Regions from separate parts of the Lactuca sativa genome. Here region 2 is linked to region 1. A link is a contact called in public Hi-C data. All regions are on one chromosome and are shown on one strand. Each heading gives the region's core, a stretch centred on a gene start, on an enhancer-like site or on the middle of the called end of the contact. The rest is flanking DNA. Distances are from core to core; before and after follow the strand shown.

Region 1 (7,201 bases), core at 3,114-5,613:
TCCAATCAAAGATTAGGGAGTACCACCCAATACTTTGATTTGATAGTGAAATCACAATTCTTAGAATTTCCAAGGCTATTTTATCCCTATTATCTTACATTAAATCCTAATTAAATTGGTTTAATACTAATTTTTAAGTCGGGAAAGGTAATATAAGGACATATATGTAGTTTATAATTTTATAAGGATATAAAAGTAATATTTAAAATTTATAAAAATATGAATGAAATTTCCAATTTTTATATATCAAGCTATAATTTTGCATTTTCTCCCTAGCAAATTGCTTCCGTGGGGGGTGGAATCTTCACTTTGTCATAATTTTTCTTGTGGAAGGTGTTTGTTGAAGTCAAAGAATGAGGTTTTGAATGAATCTATTTCATTTTCTGTTATAGAGTAACTTATAACTTTTTTTTTTTTGTTTTTTTTTGTTTTTTGTATTCGGATCATCCCTGTGGTTGGATTTTATTATGTTTTTCGTCCCTATGGTTTGGTCAAAATTACACGTTTGGTCCGTAACTTTATGTATGTAAGAGATGAAAAACGCAATAAAATCAAACCACAGGGACGATCCGAGTGTAAAAAAAAGTTAGGGACCAAACATGTAATTTTGACCAAACCATAGGAACCATTTCAGTAATTTACTCTCATTTTTATGTTTATGGATTATCAAGAAGTCGGACCCAAAATAACGTACATGCTTGTTAATCGATTTGAGTCCAAGCCTAACGTGGACTCGTGGAGCCTATTAGGCTCCGATCATTGGCCCAATTAGGTTCGACTGGTTATACACTTTTGAAACCCAACACGTTAAATATCTCATTTTATAGGGGTTCCTTTGTTATCAAATTTTTTGTATTTTAAATTATTAATCTTAATTAAATTTTATTTTTCATAAAAATGGCTTTTCCTTGTAATTGGTTATGAAGGCTCGATTATAACGGTTAAGGATTTCGAAGACTAGGTTCGGTTAATGCAACCTATTCAAAACTAAGCAACATTAAAAGTACAAATTCTTTTAACGCAAATTTTATTTCTATAAAGTTATTAGAGTTTTATGAATATAAACGTTAAAACCATCCAAATTCTGGACCCTACTTCCACTAAAAATTATAAGTCTATTATTTTCTTCATCTCCCAATCATCTTAATAATACAGTTCTATCAAGACAAAATTTAAAAAAAGGAAAGAAAAAGCACATGTACAATATACTTTGAAGACAAAATAATGCATAAATGATCGTCAATATGTTAAAAAAGGACCCCTTAACAAATGATCAAAATAATTGAATTTGTTATACCAACTTTTACTGTCTCCTCCTCTTCAACCTCTTCAACCCTTCACCACTCTCCTCAATGGAAGGGCTCTCATTCTCCTTTTGTTATCATGAAACATAAATATTTTCATTAAGTCCTACCACGTTATATATATATATATATATATATATATATATATATATATATATATATATATATATATATATATATATATATATATATATATATATATATATATATATATATATATATATATATATATATATTTAATTTTTCCATTTGTATAATCAATTATTTATAGAAAAAATTAATTTATCCAGACAACACATAACCTAAACAGTACCTTCAGATTGGTGCTTGATCTCTTTCCAAGATCAAGCTCCACAGAGATGTTGGCCTTTGACAAATCTACACCCGAACTCTTTAACGCTTGTGTTAGAGCACTAGATATTCTGTTTTTTTTTTTTTTTTTTAAATTAAATTCAAAACTTATTTTCACTCCATAAAAAAATATCATAATAAATGAGAAAAAATGGTAAAGATTCTCACCCTTGAGAGTACATGGTTGAAACGCTTATTATGCCGTTTGGAAGTTGTGGTTCATCAGTTGGTATGTTGTTCTTTTAGAAAAAAAAAACAAATAAATTGAAAAATGTTAAATACAAGAAATCCCAATATACTTTTTATTGATTTGTTTGATCCTATTTTTATATCTTAGAAAATGTGGAAGTATGAATTTACCAATGGAGGTTTGTTGTTCCTTCCTTGGTATGAATCCTCATACTTGTTCACCTTCTCTTGTAGAAACTGAATGTATTCAATAACCTACAAATATATCACGTATTCAATAAAATTGACCATTTTACCCTTACATTTCAAAACCCCCCCTGCCTTTACTATACCTCTAACAAAAATGACGCCTTATCTCTCTTTTGATCAGCATGAGGGATGATTCCTCTCAACATCGAAAATCTGCACAAGTTTTACAAAACTCTATAAATCAATCTCACCAAAAAAAAAAAAAAAAAAATCCTGAAGTGAAAATTAGGGTTAGAGAAACATGCCTGTCATTGATTTTACTCCTTCTACGCTGTTCTGTAGCAGAGTGCTTTGAGCGTGGGCTGTTGGGCTTTTCACCAGTGTTAACAGCTTTAGAATGTGACGTCATCCAAGGCATTCCAATCTTTCCCGATTTACCCTTGTTTACATTAGATTCTTCCCAAAACGTGAAACCACTCCCTGTGTAAGAACTGCAGTTTGAGTTTTCATCATTGTTATTATTGATACTACTTGATTGACATTGTGCACCCGATATCTCAACCCCTTCAGCCTTTGGAACTACCTTTTGGCTTTGAATTTGATTCATATTCATGTATGAGTAAGATGACGATGATATTTGACTAATGCTGTATGTCGCTATTCCCCCAGGAAGAATATGGTCAAACTTATTTCCTTCTTTCTCAACTTGTTGATCCAATGGTTGAAAGAAGTCGTGAGTCTTAAGGAAACCACCTGAATAAAAATTAAGATCAAATAATTTAATAGTTTTGACAAGAAATCCCAATCGATATCAGCGACATTATAAATTTGTGTCAGTGAGGCTAAAATCCAAATGATCAATGGCCTACCAGAACCTTGTGACTGTGTCTATGTCCCCGGACCCAGTATCGGGTTCACGGGTACCACCTAATTCGTGGGTTTGTTTGGATAATCAGATTTCATGTCATTCGATTAAATGTTATCTTGATAATTGATTCGCACGCAAATCAAAAAGTGTATGCACATCAATCAAGTCACAGAAATATGAAATTTTGGTTGTGTGATCGTGTCGATGAGGTAAAACATATCAATCGCATTTCAATTGATATGATGTTTCACTCACATCCATATGTAATTGACTCATCTTTATGATGATGATGATTGATTAAAGTAATTGGAATGGAAGAGGGTGCAAATATACCGGGAATGCTGGGGGTAGGATCTTGCTGGGGAGGTGAATAAAGTGAAAGAAAGTCATGCGTGGGCTTAGCACCTGCAAAATCAACGTTACACAAAGCTGGTGTTAATTTTTCTCAATACAAACACACGCGCCGCTCCACGCGCAACCACAGAAAACCACTTGAGCTGTACGTTTGTGTATGAGAGATGTTATATGATGGTACCTTGGGCTCCACAGGGTCGGGGTTGAGAAAACTCCATCTCCGCGTCTCAAGGAAGATTAATTTGGAGATTTTGCTTCTCAGATTCCGATCGATTTAGTCGTGGCAATTTTATATAACTGACATCCCGTTCTTCGCTTAGATCGCGGGAAACCAGAGTCAGACTTTACGGATTCAAATTAGCTGGCCAGATCCAGTAGAAGCAGCGCAGTTAGATGAAGCCACTGTGTTTGCGACTTCTCCTCTTGAAACTCAGAAGTGTATTCACGCTATTGTGTACGCAATTCTGTTAGATGCAATGAATTCCACCACTTTATCAAAACTCAAAAACGAAAAAGTAAAATCTCCGAGAAAATCTCTTAGATTTCTCCTAGTACATTCAAATTCTTTCAGCTCTTTAGTCTAGCGAAATTCATAAACAACAGGATTGCTGGAATCTGTTGATGAATTAAGCTGACGTACTGTTAACACTAAACAATTCAAATGAAAGCAGAATACTAGACAACTAGTCTAAAATAGTCGAGTAACTAATCAAACCAGGATCATATACAGAGTGATGAAAAAGCAAAACTTACCGTGAAAATGGACAAAACGAAGAATCAAATACAGAAGTACAGATCGAAAGAGATGAAAACTACCAAAAGGATCAACAGATGCATACCTTTGATCTGAATGTCAAATATTTCCGCGGAATTCAGCTTCTACAAGAAATTCAACAACAGGACTTCAATTCTCAGGTGAAGTGGATTGTAATATTTGAATCTGTTGCTGTTTTGAGTTGTCTTCGTGTTAATATAGTTAAGAATTGTGACGAAGATCAAGCAAAGAACCTGTGATGAAAGATAGGGCCCTCCCTCCCTCCCCCCCTCTCTCTCTCTCTCTCTCTCTCTCTCTATTTATCTCTCTCTGCGGTTTTGATGAAGAGAATGAGGAGATGTTCTCATACGGTCTCCGTTTCGTCTTTTATAACATGAAGACGGAGTCATAACCCCGTTTTCTGTACCTACGTCAACTCGTTCTTTTATATGTCAACTGGGTATTCGCAACGACATTTTATTCATACTGTGAAATTTGCTACTTTTTAATATAATTATTGATGGCTTAGAGGTGTATGATTTTAATTATGAATGTTGGGCAACATGAAAGCAAGGAAGATGAGTTATAATTTTCATTATAGCTAAGAAAATAAAAGTATGTTGTCTAAACCAGAATATGACCAAGCAAGGAAGATGAGTTATAATTTGCTACTTTTAGCTATGTATCCCATGATAATATAGTTCATAAAAGCATGGACATATGTATCGGAAATATTAAAAGTTTACCCGAGAGGACAAGTCACTTAAATATAACATAATACAAGTGAGAAATGGATTAAAGATAAGTGAGAAATAGATTAAAGATGAGATGTAGCATGATGTGTGTTTTTATATATTTTTTAATTACTTAAGTTCTAAATTTATAAAATAGATTTTATCTTAACCAGACTAATAAATACACTAGACAGTGTACCTAATCGTGCAATAATATAGTTGTGGTAGAACCAGGTGTTGAGCGCAAGGGAACGATGGTGAATTAATTTCGAATTCTTGATTATAGGTTACACAAATCACACAAAAGCAATCAATAAGGGTTTTATTAAATTAAATCTCAAATATCCTATTAAACTGCAAATCTCCATAAACTGACCGAAGACAAATCTCTTTAAGTACTTTGATTTAGATAAATTACATCTCAATGGATATTTATTCATTATTCATCGATTCCTAATATGACTAGCATCATTGTCATGGCTACTAATCATTTGATACAATGGATATTTATTCATTATTCATCGATTCCTAATATGACTAGCGATACAATGGATATTTATTCATTATTCATCGATTCCTAATATGACTAGCATCATTGTCATGACTACTAATCATTTGATTTCAACACAACTATTAATTCATTGATCAAGCGAACAAACAATCATGCAAATCAATATTTAGTTTGTATTAAGCAAGATTTGATCTTATTTAACCCTAATGGTCATAGGAGTTAAATCATGCATAGAATGGTCATCTACTCATGCACACACATTAAAGTTTATCACTTTATTTCCTAACCCTAGGTTTTAGTCCAGCTCTAGTCATAATCATCAATGGTCATTGACAACTATGATTCAAATTAACACAGTCAAAATGCTCATCTCAAGTCTATTAATTCAGCAATAAGGAATAAAGTAACAATCTTTAATACATATTGATCTTTCAATCAAACTTGACAAATAAATTAAATAAAAATAAACAATCCAAATAGCAATTAAACCATAAACTCAAAGATTCATTCAATCATAAACACAAAGTAAAACATTTTAACACCCAAATCAGAAAGTAGCACATAATGGAATCATAGTGGAATGCTAGTCTTGGTAAGAACAACAAACTACATGATCTTTGGCATGAATCCGCTCCCCAATCCTTCAGATCTTCGCTCTTGTCAGCTTAACGGCTTCTGGCCGCCTTCTAGACTCTCAAATCGGCAGAAGGAAGGTTACTTATCAACCAAGGATCAATAAAAATCGAGTTGTCCCCTTAATTTGGCCGAAAATCGCAACTTATAGGTTTTGGAATCGACTTACGCAAGGTAGGCGTAAGTCATTTTATGCGGAGAGTACTAAGAAAATAACCGCGATTTGGATCCGGACACCTAGCCTAGTACGCTAGGTGTACGACTCACTACGCTAGGCGTACTCGACAATTTCAGAGTATGTTGGGCGTACAACCATTACGCTGGGCTTAATGGGCCTCTTCAGCATCTTTTCCGCTTTTTGAAATCCAACTCTAATTCCAGTCTTCTTGCTTCCTTTCCACTCTAGTAACAATTATACCTGTAAAATATAAATTTAAGCATTATAAATACATTTTAGTTCTAAATAGCAATAATTAAGGTTAAAATATTAAGATATGATATATAAAAATATATAGAGATATACACATATCAAAATACCTCACACTTAACCTTCGCCTTTCCCCAAGAAAACTGATTTTTAATTTACCAATATTGAATAAACAATCCATTTTAAACCCAACAATTATGCCAAGACTGCAATGTATGTATTTGTATCTATAATTCCAAAAAACTTTCCAACCCTCAATACTCACAATCCTTATGAACATTCACCCTTTAGTTTATATGACACTCATTTCTTGCAACCCTCTGAATCCATCCTCGGAAATCTTTCTTAACCTGAAGGTATTTTTGGTTAAGCTTCCCAAGCATACATGTAATCTAGAAAGAAATTACAACTTTGATACCACAATGGAGCTCTTGGAATTCATCTATTCTTTGATATTTGCTTTTCAACTTCTTTGAATTTAACACTTTCTTGTTTGATTTTTGGTATCTTCAATTTTTGATTCTTCAAAATTTTTGATCTTTTGATCTTTATACTTTGATAGCTCCAAAATTCTTTCAACTTTTGCAATTTCTCTCTCTCTTTTTATATATCTCATTTTTTCCCCTCAAAATCCTACATTTTTAAGCAAGGAAGCTTAACTTCAACCTGTAACATCCATAAAAATCATGCCAAATTTAAACTTTTTAAAACATTTCAAAACATGTGATTATTACAAAACTTGTTTTCAAAATAGTATAATATTAGAGTATCCCATAATCAAATCATAAAATAATGAAATATGAGGAGTTGTACGATCACGCCTTCGCCTTCCCGTGATCATCAGAAGTACCTGAAACAATAATCGATAAATGGAAGCTCGAAGGCTT
Region 2 (7,201 bases), core at 1,473-3,972, 380 kb after region 1:
CTCCATTTGGTATAGAAATCGCAAGAGGTAAAACCCTAATCCTACGAAGCTATGCACACAGTTACACATATAGCTGCTCTTATTAGATCCCAAGAAGCTTGGTGAACATACCCAAATCCCTCATGGATGTTCCTTCTTTCGCTGCCTTGATAGCTGCTTGGCTTAACTCCTTAATTTTAACTCGTTCCAGCGTTTAGATTGTCCACATTTATGAAAGAGGTATTAATTAGTATGATTATTATGGAGGAAAAAAGAATATGCGTGGAAGCCAATTTATATTATTTAACATGAACTGACTTCATTGATTACGTTGTTTTGGTTAAAGGTTATGGTTTAGGATAAAATGGATTGATATTCCAACTCGTTGGAGCTCAAATGGTTCACATGTATCCACCGTAAATGCAGAAGAGGGTGGTTGTTGCTACGCTTATTAATGTTGTTTTTTCATCGTTTTCTTTTTTGCCTATCCTAAAGATCATCGGAAAATATATTTAGATCTCGGATTACCTTTTATCATTTGTAAGTATTGATTCACTAAACATATTATATTTTTACATGGATTTCAATGAGGATGAGGAAATAAGAATAAGCAAAGGCAATGGCTCCAGATGCTTGAAGGCTTTGCCACATTATACGAGTGAGACTTCCTTTGACTTTGCCATTTTTCTGTTGACCGAAAGAGAATAAACTATATGTTAATTTCAAGGCCAAGACCAATGGTGGAATAAATGAACAACATGACGACAACCACCACTGAAAGCCATGAAACAAAATAGTAATTTAAGAAAACCCAAAAGGTAGTTATCTATTTTAATCTTCAAAAACTGAAACAAAATAGTTTTTAGAGGTCATCACATCATGATAATGGAGGCTGCTGTAATGTGTTTGGAGCAGTGCCAAATCAGCTTCCCTTACACATCATCCTGCCACGTAGGCTAGCTAACGGCAAAATTGTTAAAAGTACTAACTGAACAAAAAAATTGTTCAATGACCAAATCTAGCCAAAGACATAACTTTATTGTGCTAGTGACATTTTCCTTTCTATTAACTAAATAACAAGTTCACAAATATGTTGATATGTTTGATAGTATGTATGAACCGGTAGAATCCCTACATGTGGCGGTTCAACCTTAAACAACCTAACATATGATACAACTATTTGAGTTTTTAATACTTTATAAAAACTATCACGTGTAGAACTAATAATCTAAATTATACTATTATTAACTCTTTAATCTATAATAAAATTATGTGTATAAGGGGTGTGCAGCGCATATATAAAATTATGATTAATAATCATATATCTTTTTATTAAATTACTTCTCAGTCATGCTTGCCGCTTAAATTACGAGAATTTAGAGCTCACATATAAGCTTAATAAGCTTAACGAACATATCCAGATCCCTTATTGATGTTCCTCCTTTGACTGCCTTGCTAGCTGCTTGACTTAGCTCCTTCACTTTTACTCGCTCCAATATCTCCCCACTTAACGACTCATCCAACAACCGAGCCAACTCAATCGAGTCTGGCACATTATCAGGTCGACCCTCACAAGCTCGTTTCCCAACACCCAACTCGTCAACCAATAGCTTCTCATCTGCATATTGGTCAGCACCCATTGGCCACGTCAGCAGCGTCACACCCGCTGAAACTCCTTCCAACGTGGAATTCCACCCACAATGAGTCACAAATGACGCTACAGCCCGATGTCCTAATATCGCCAACTGTGGGGCCCATCCTTCGACTATGAACCCTCGATCACCCACTCGTTGTTTAAACGCTGAATCACTTCCTTTTGCACACAAAATAAAATTAACATTGCTAAGCTCAAGTGCACCCGTTAATGCACTCATTTGCTTCTCGTTTAATGTGGTTCGGCTTCCGAAACATATATACACAACAGACTCATCTGTTTTGTTGTCTAACCACGTGAGTAGCTCATGAGGTGGCGCCACACTTGGCCCACCACGAGCGGTACCATCTCTAGGAAGTAACGGGCCAACGGCCCAAACCCGATCATGACCCATTTGTTTCTTCATGTGGTCCATGTAGGTTTTTTCTAAGTCTTCAAATGTGTTGTACACAACCCCCCAACTAGTCATATTAGCCAACATTCCTTTTCTAAATGACTCGTAATCAGGATCTCCTTTTATAAAGTTACGTGAGACCGGTGGCAACTGCCACATTTGAAACTCCGGCGAGCTAGGGATTTCCGGGAAAGAAATCAAGGAGCTAGCATCTTTATCGACACCATTGTTGGCGTTATTCTTATTCTCACCCACATCACGCCACATCGATTGAATAATGGAAGAAGCAAAAGCACCTGAAGGGTTGAACACCACGCGCTGGATGCCAAGGTGGGAAGCGAGTTCATTAGTCCACCCGAGAAAGAAGTCAGAGATGATGGCCACCGGCGGCGAAGGGTGGGATCTGAACCATTTAACGATGGGATCAAACTGTTTTTGAGTGGAAACTATTTTGCCGATAAGGGGGTGAGGAGATGATGGGTTGATTTCAGGATCAGGGGAGAGAAGCTTGTGCAGAGAAGAGGGGTGGGAGGAGAGGAGAGGGTCGAGTAGTGGGAGGTTGACGGGGGAGATGACGACGGTGATGGTTAGGCCACGGCGGAGGAGGATATCGGTGAGGTCGAGTAAGGGAATGATATGGCCGGAGCCAGTGAACGGGTAGACTAGTAAATGTTTTGTGTTGGTTGAGTGAGTCATGTTTAAAAGTATGATGATCTGTCAAAAGAATAGAGAGAGTTGGATATTTATAACTTAAAAAACGTTATGGAATTAATGCTTGAAACCGTGTGCTGTTTGCTCACCTTTTGGATAGATTGGTATTTGGTAGAACGTGGGATCTTGGTTAATTAAGATGTTTTGTCGTGGTTCGTTTGAATACTTAAAATTACTAAATATGTCCATTTGTTAATTAATTATTTAGAAGCTAATTACATTGGTATGAACGATGAAGTGACGTCAGTGCTCACGTTTGTTCTTTATAAAATGTAAATTATACCCATTGTTCCTCGTGTAAATGTTAGAAAACGTGTTTAATCGATATTTTCAAAAATTAATTCCGATGTTTCTCGTTTGCATAAAACTTGTACTTTTTGTGTCTGTCATACATTTTTGTTGCGCATCTAGTCCATGATAGATATAAAATGACCATAATATTTTTTGTCTATTTCTTTTCCAATTAATTTAACGTTATTTTTTTTTAATAAAAAAAGAAATATGGTCACACCTTTTTAAAACTCTTAATTTAATCTCTCTCTCTCTCTCTCTCTCTCTCTCTCTCTCTCTCTCTCTATACCATCATCGGGAATATTCACCACCACCGCTGTATATATGAACCACCACCAAAACCTCTATCTCCGGTGTGCCGCCATCACCTACCACCATCTCACATCTTTGTCTAAAACCCTAAAAAACCACCTGAATCTCTGTCTCCACCACCATCAAAAGCTTCATTGTTCACAAACGCCGCACCTTCTTTGGAATTGTCACGTTGTCGTGATTGCCGCCTCGTCGAAGAACGTGACCTCTTCATTAGATCTACACCATTTCGTCTCCGTCGGCGTCGCCTTCATCTTTGTGATTGTTTCTTTTCTTGAAACCCTTCTTTGTCTCATATCTACACCATCTCAAATCTACACATTCGTTGTCACTATCTGTTCGCTTGAAAACCTGTTCGTTGAAGCTTGCAGATCTTGAAGTGGTTGTTCGGTGGACTGTCAGATCTGGAGAAGAAGGTGGTAGTTCGTTAAAGATCACAGATCTGGAGGATGATGTGTACCATTTTTCCTCAGAGGTAAGTTGCTTCGAACCTTTATCGTCTCAGGGTTGGAACATCACCGCCTTCACTGTATCTGGGTTCCGATCTGAGGTTTCATTAACACCACGCCTAGGGTTTTAAATGCCACCTAGGGTTTCAAGTTTGGTTTGGTTTGGTTAAGTGGTAGTAGATGGTTGTTTCTAGTTGTCGTCGACTAGCGGTTGTTTATGAGGTGTTAGCGGTGATAGGTGGAGGCACCGTAGGTGGCTGGTGGCTAGAGGTGAATGGTGGTAGGAAGTGGGAGAGAAATAGGAGTGACATATGGTGGTTTCTGGTGGTGAGAGGTGGTGGATTTTGGTGGTGATAAGTGGTGGTTGCTGTAGTTGAGAAAGAAGATAAGAGATATAATAATGGTGGTGGTAGTGCTTATATTTAATTAAACAATTTTTTAATAGATTATTAATTAATAATTAATAAACAAATCAAAAAATAAATAAACAAAGGTAAAATAGTCTTTTTATGTGCGGATGGACTAAACATGCAAGAAAAAACAACCCGAATGACGGATGAATTAATTTTCAAAAATAGAAACTAAACATGACTTCTCGCATTATCACAAGGAATTGTTGGTATAATTTACCCCTATATAAATAATGCTTGAATTGATAATAGAGGGAGGAAACAAGTGGACGAGTTGACATTGAATTTCTTTTGTGGGTCCATAAGTCCGATCGTTTTGACCTTATCGGCCTTTTGGAATTCGGATCATGTCAACTGTTGCCCAAAGCAACTTCAAACCTCGATATTTAGATTTTAGGGTCTAATCATTCCAATCCAACATTATTTCTATATTATTTTTACATTGACAAATAATTAAATATCAAATTTGGATATTTGATATTTTAATATTAATTTGTATCGTAATCTTCCAAACAATAACGTCTTTTAATCATATTCTAATAAATGAATAGGTTTATTCTCCTATTGACAAGTGTCACGCTATTAGAATTTCTCATTAATAACTATATGTAACATATCATGCCACTTGTCAAATTATTAATTATCAATTTCAAATTTCAAATTTTAAATTTTCCACTCTAATTACATTAAATTAATAATTGATTCTCCATTCTAAATTTCAAAGTTTAAAAATTTTCATTTTAATTATATTAAATTAATAACATTAAGTTAAAAAAATAAAATAAAATCAATACAGATTATAAGGTGATATAACTTCACATATTTGTTTAAATCAATAATTATAATTCTATATAACTAAAAAAATATCTCTTAAGTAATAATTTATTTAAAATAATTGATTAGTAATTTTGATTTTTTAATATAAAAGTTTAATTAATTTTATAACCGTGGTTCTCACGAGTTATAAACTAGTTTCTTGATAAGCCAATTCGTAAAACCTTAGGAGCCCATGACATGAGCAAGAAAACTTGTCCTTGTCAGTTGGCAGGATAGTATTTATTTTCATACCGGTACTTTATGTCATGGTGTTTACTGTTAAACTTTCTTATTACCAATTTATCGTTAAAGGTAAATATCATATATAATTACTAACTTATTTAATTGTATAATAATATGTCAAATGTAATAGTAGGTTATTTTTCAAATTGACATTACTTTTTTTTGGAAACCGCCATATTTTATTAAACACTCAACCTAAAGGCAAGAAGCTAAAGGAGAGGGACAAGAAGTGAAGAAACAACAATTTAACATGAGTATTTTTCAAATTGACATTACTAAACGGCTGGAATGGTCCGTATGAAATGTCATTTTCTTTGGTTTTTTTTGTTCCAAAAGATATGATTATTGATTTTTTTTTTTTTTGGTTTGATAACTTTTTAAAATAAATAACTAATTTGCCTTGTATATATTTTTATAACCGCTAAGGCGGTAACCACTACCAACCACTGCGATGGATGTTTATGACACCCTTTTTCTTTCTTATCGCCTTTCAATGCTTTACACACAACCATGGCCCTACCCATTCATCTTGTTCACGCTATTAGACACAACCTCACGTCTTCTTTCTCTAACGACATATGTTATCAATTCATCACTTTTAGACATTATTGTTGGAAATATGAATGAAACTTGTGTTTGGTCGGGTGGAATGGAATTGATAAGTAATGGAATGGACAAGGTAATGAAATGGTTCATTACCATTTCATTGACATGTTTGGTTATTTTGAGGGAATGGAACGAAATCATTCATCCATGTTGTTTGGTATGTAAAAGGAATAGAATGAAAATAATTTTCAATGACAAAATACCCTCCAACATAAAATTCATAGAATTCAATAAATTTTAAGATTATCTAGTCAAAAGTTATAACTTTTAGTGTAATAAAGAGTGAACTTATTGTAGGGAAGTTTAGGGTTTGTGGCGGAGATCTAGATATGAACTTGGATCGTGATATCACTTTCTGAACTGATATTTCTACCATATGTCTGGGTTACAAGAAAATCAGTCTAGGATAATCCAAGTGGACACTTAAGATTCTAGGCACAGAAATCGTAAGCTAATATGTTAGAGGATTATGTGAAAGTATGATGAAAAATGAGAGCTTAAGATCATCCCACTCTTCTAAAAAGAAGAGTCGTTTATATAATAAACGATATTAGGGTTTCATTAGGGTTGGACCGCTATGGGTTCCTCTGGAAACAAGTCAAGGTAATCCGGATTTTAACGAGGATTTAGGGTTACCAAAGCTAACGAGTTTCGTTAGTTTTATCATAATCACCCTCAAGAATCGGTATAACCCACTATTTACCCATATGTAAAATTCGGAGAGGTTTTGGGGCGCTGCCACAAAACCCGGCCCGGGGCTCTGCCCCTTGGACCCCGCTAGGGGCGCTGCCCCTAGACCCCGCCAAAGGGGCACTGCCCCCCGGACCCCCGACTAGTCGTTGAACCGGCTACCATATGTAAAATTCAGAGAGGTTTTGGGGCGCTGCCACAAAACCCGGCCCGGGGTTCTGCCCCTTGGACCCCGCTAGGAGCGCTGCCCCCCGGACCCCCGACTAGTCGTCGAACCGGCTACCAAATTTGATCTTATACATGCGTGTACTCCGCACCAACCTATACACATATTAGAAAACAAATTAAGAAGCCCTTAACTCACATGCTAATTCCAGTTACATAAAATGACATTGTGACACTAAAATCACCAACACTTATAACAAAAAAATCAAATAAACATAATGGTTTATTAATAAAAACTCTTATTTCATGAAAACATATCAAAGTCAAACCAATATTAACAAAAAAAAATGATCATAACGTTCATAACTTAAAAAACCGCAATATCAAAAAAAAATCATGTAAATAACGTCAAGCATCATCATCAAACAAGTCATTTACCCATCCAAATTTGTCTTCATCCTCGACGGTAAAGAAGATTACC

Evidence for each region. Hi-C and Micro-C count contacts between places; a contact is called where the count stands out from the background.
Region 2: a Hi-C map of leaf shows a contact between it and region 1, with 6 times the contacts expected there. The contact joins the promoter of LOC111915616 here to the promoter of LOC111915633 in region 1. A contact is called at or near these places in 3 of 4 Hi-C or Micro-C datasets (leaf and seed).

The regions. Positions count from the first base shown.
Region 1 is chr5:55,656,883-55,664,083 of Lsat_Salinas_v11, forward strand. It overlaps LOC111915633 (transcription factor BIM1), which reads right to left and starts at 4,364. Exons shown (of 9, transcript XM_023911271.3): 1 at 4,095-4,364; 2 at 3,437-3,719; 3 at 3,235-3,306; 4 at 2,339-2,786; 5 at 2,177-2,246; 6 at 2,016-2,099; 7 at 1,824-1,894; 8 at 1,618-1,726; 9 at 1,096-1,372. The coding sequence starts at 3,473. The coding sequence ends at 1,304.
Region 2 is chr5:56,036,552-56,043,752 of Lsat_Salinas_v11, forward strand. It overlaps LOC111915616 (UDP-glycosyltransferase 89B2), which reads right to left and starts at 2,723. Exons shown (of 1, transcript XM_023911257.1): 1 at 1,356-2,723. The coding sequence starts at 2,723. The coding sequence ends at 1,356.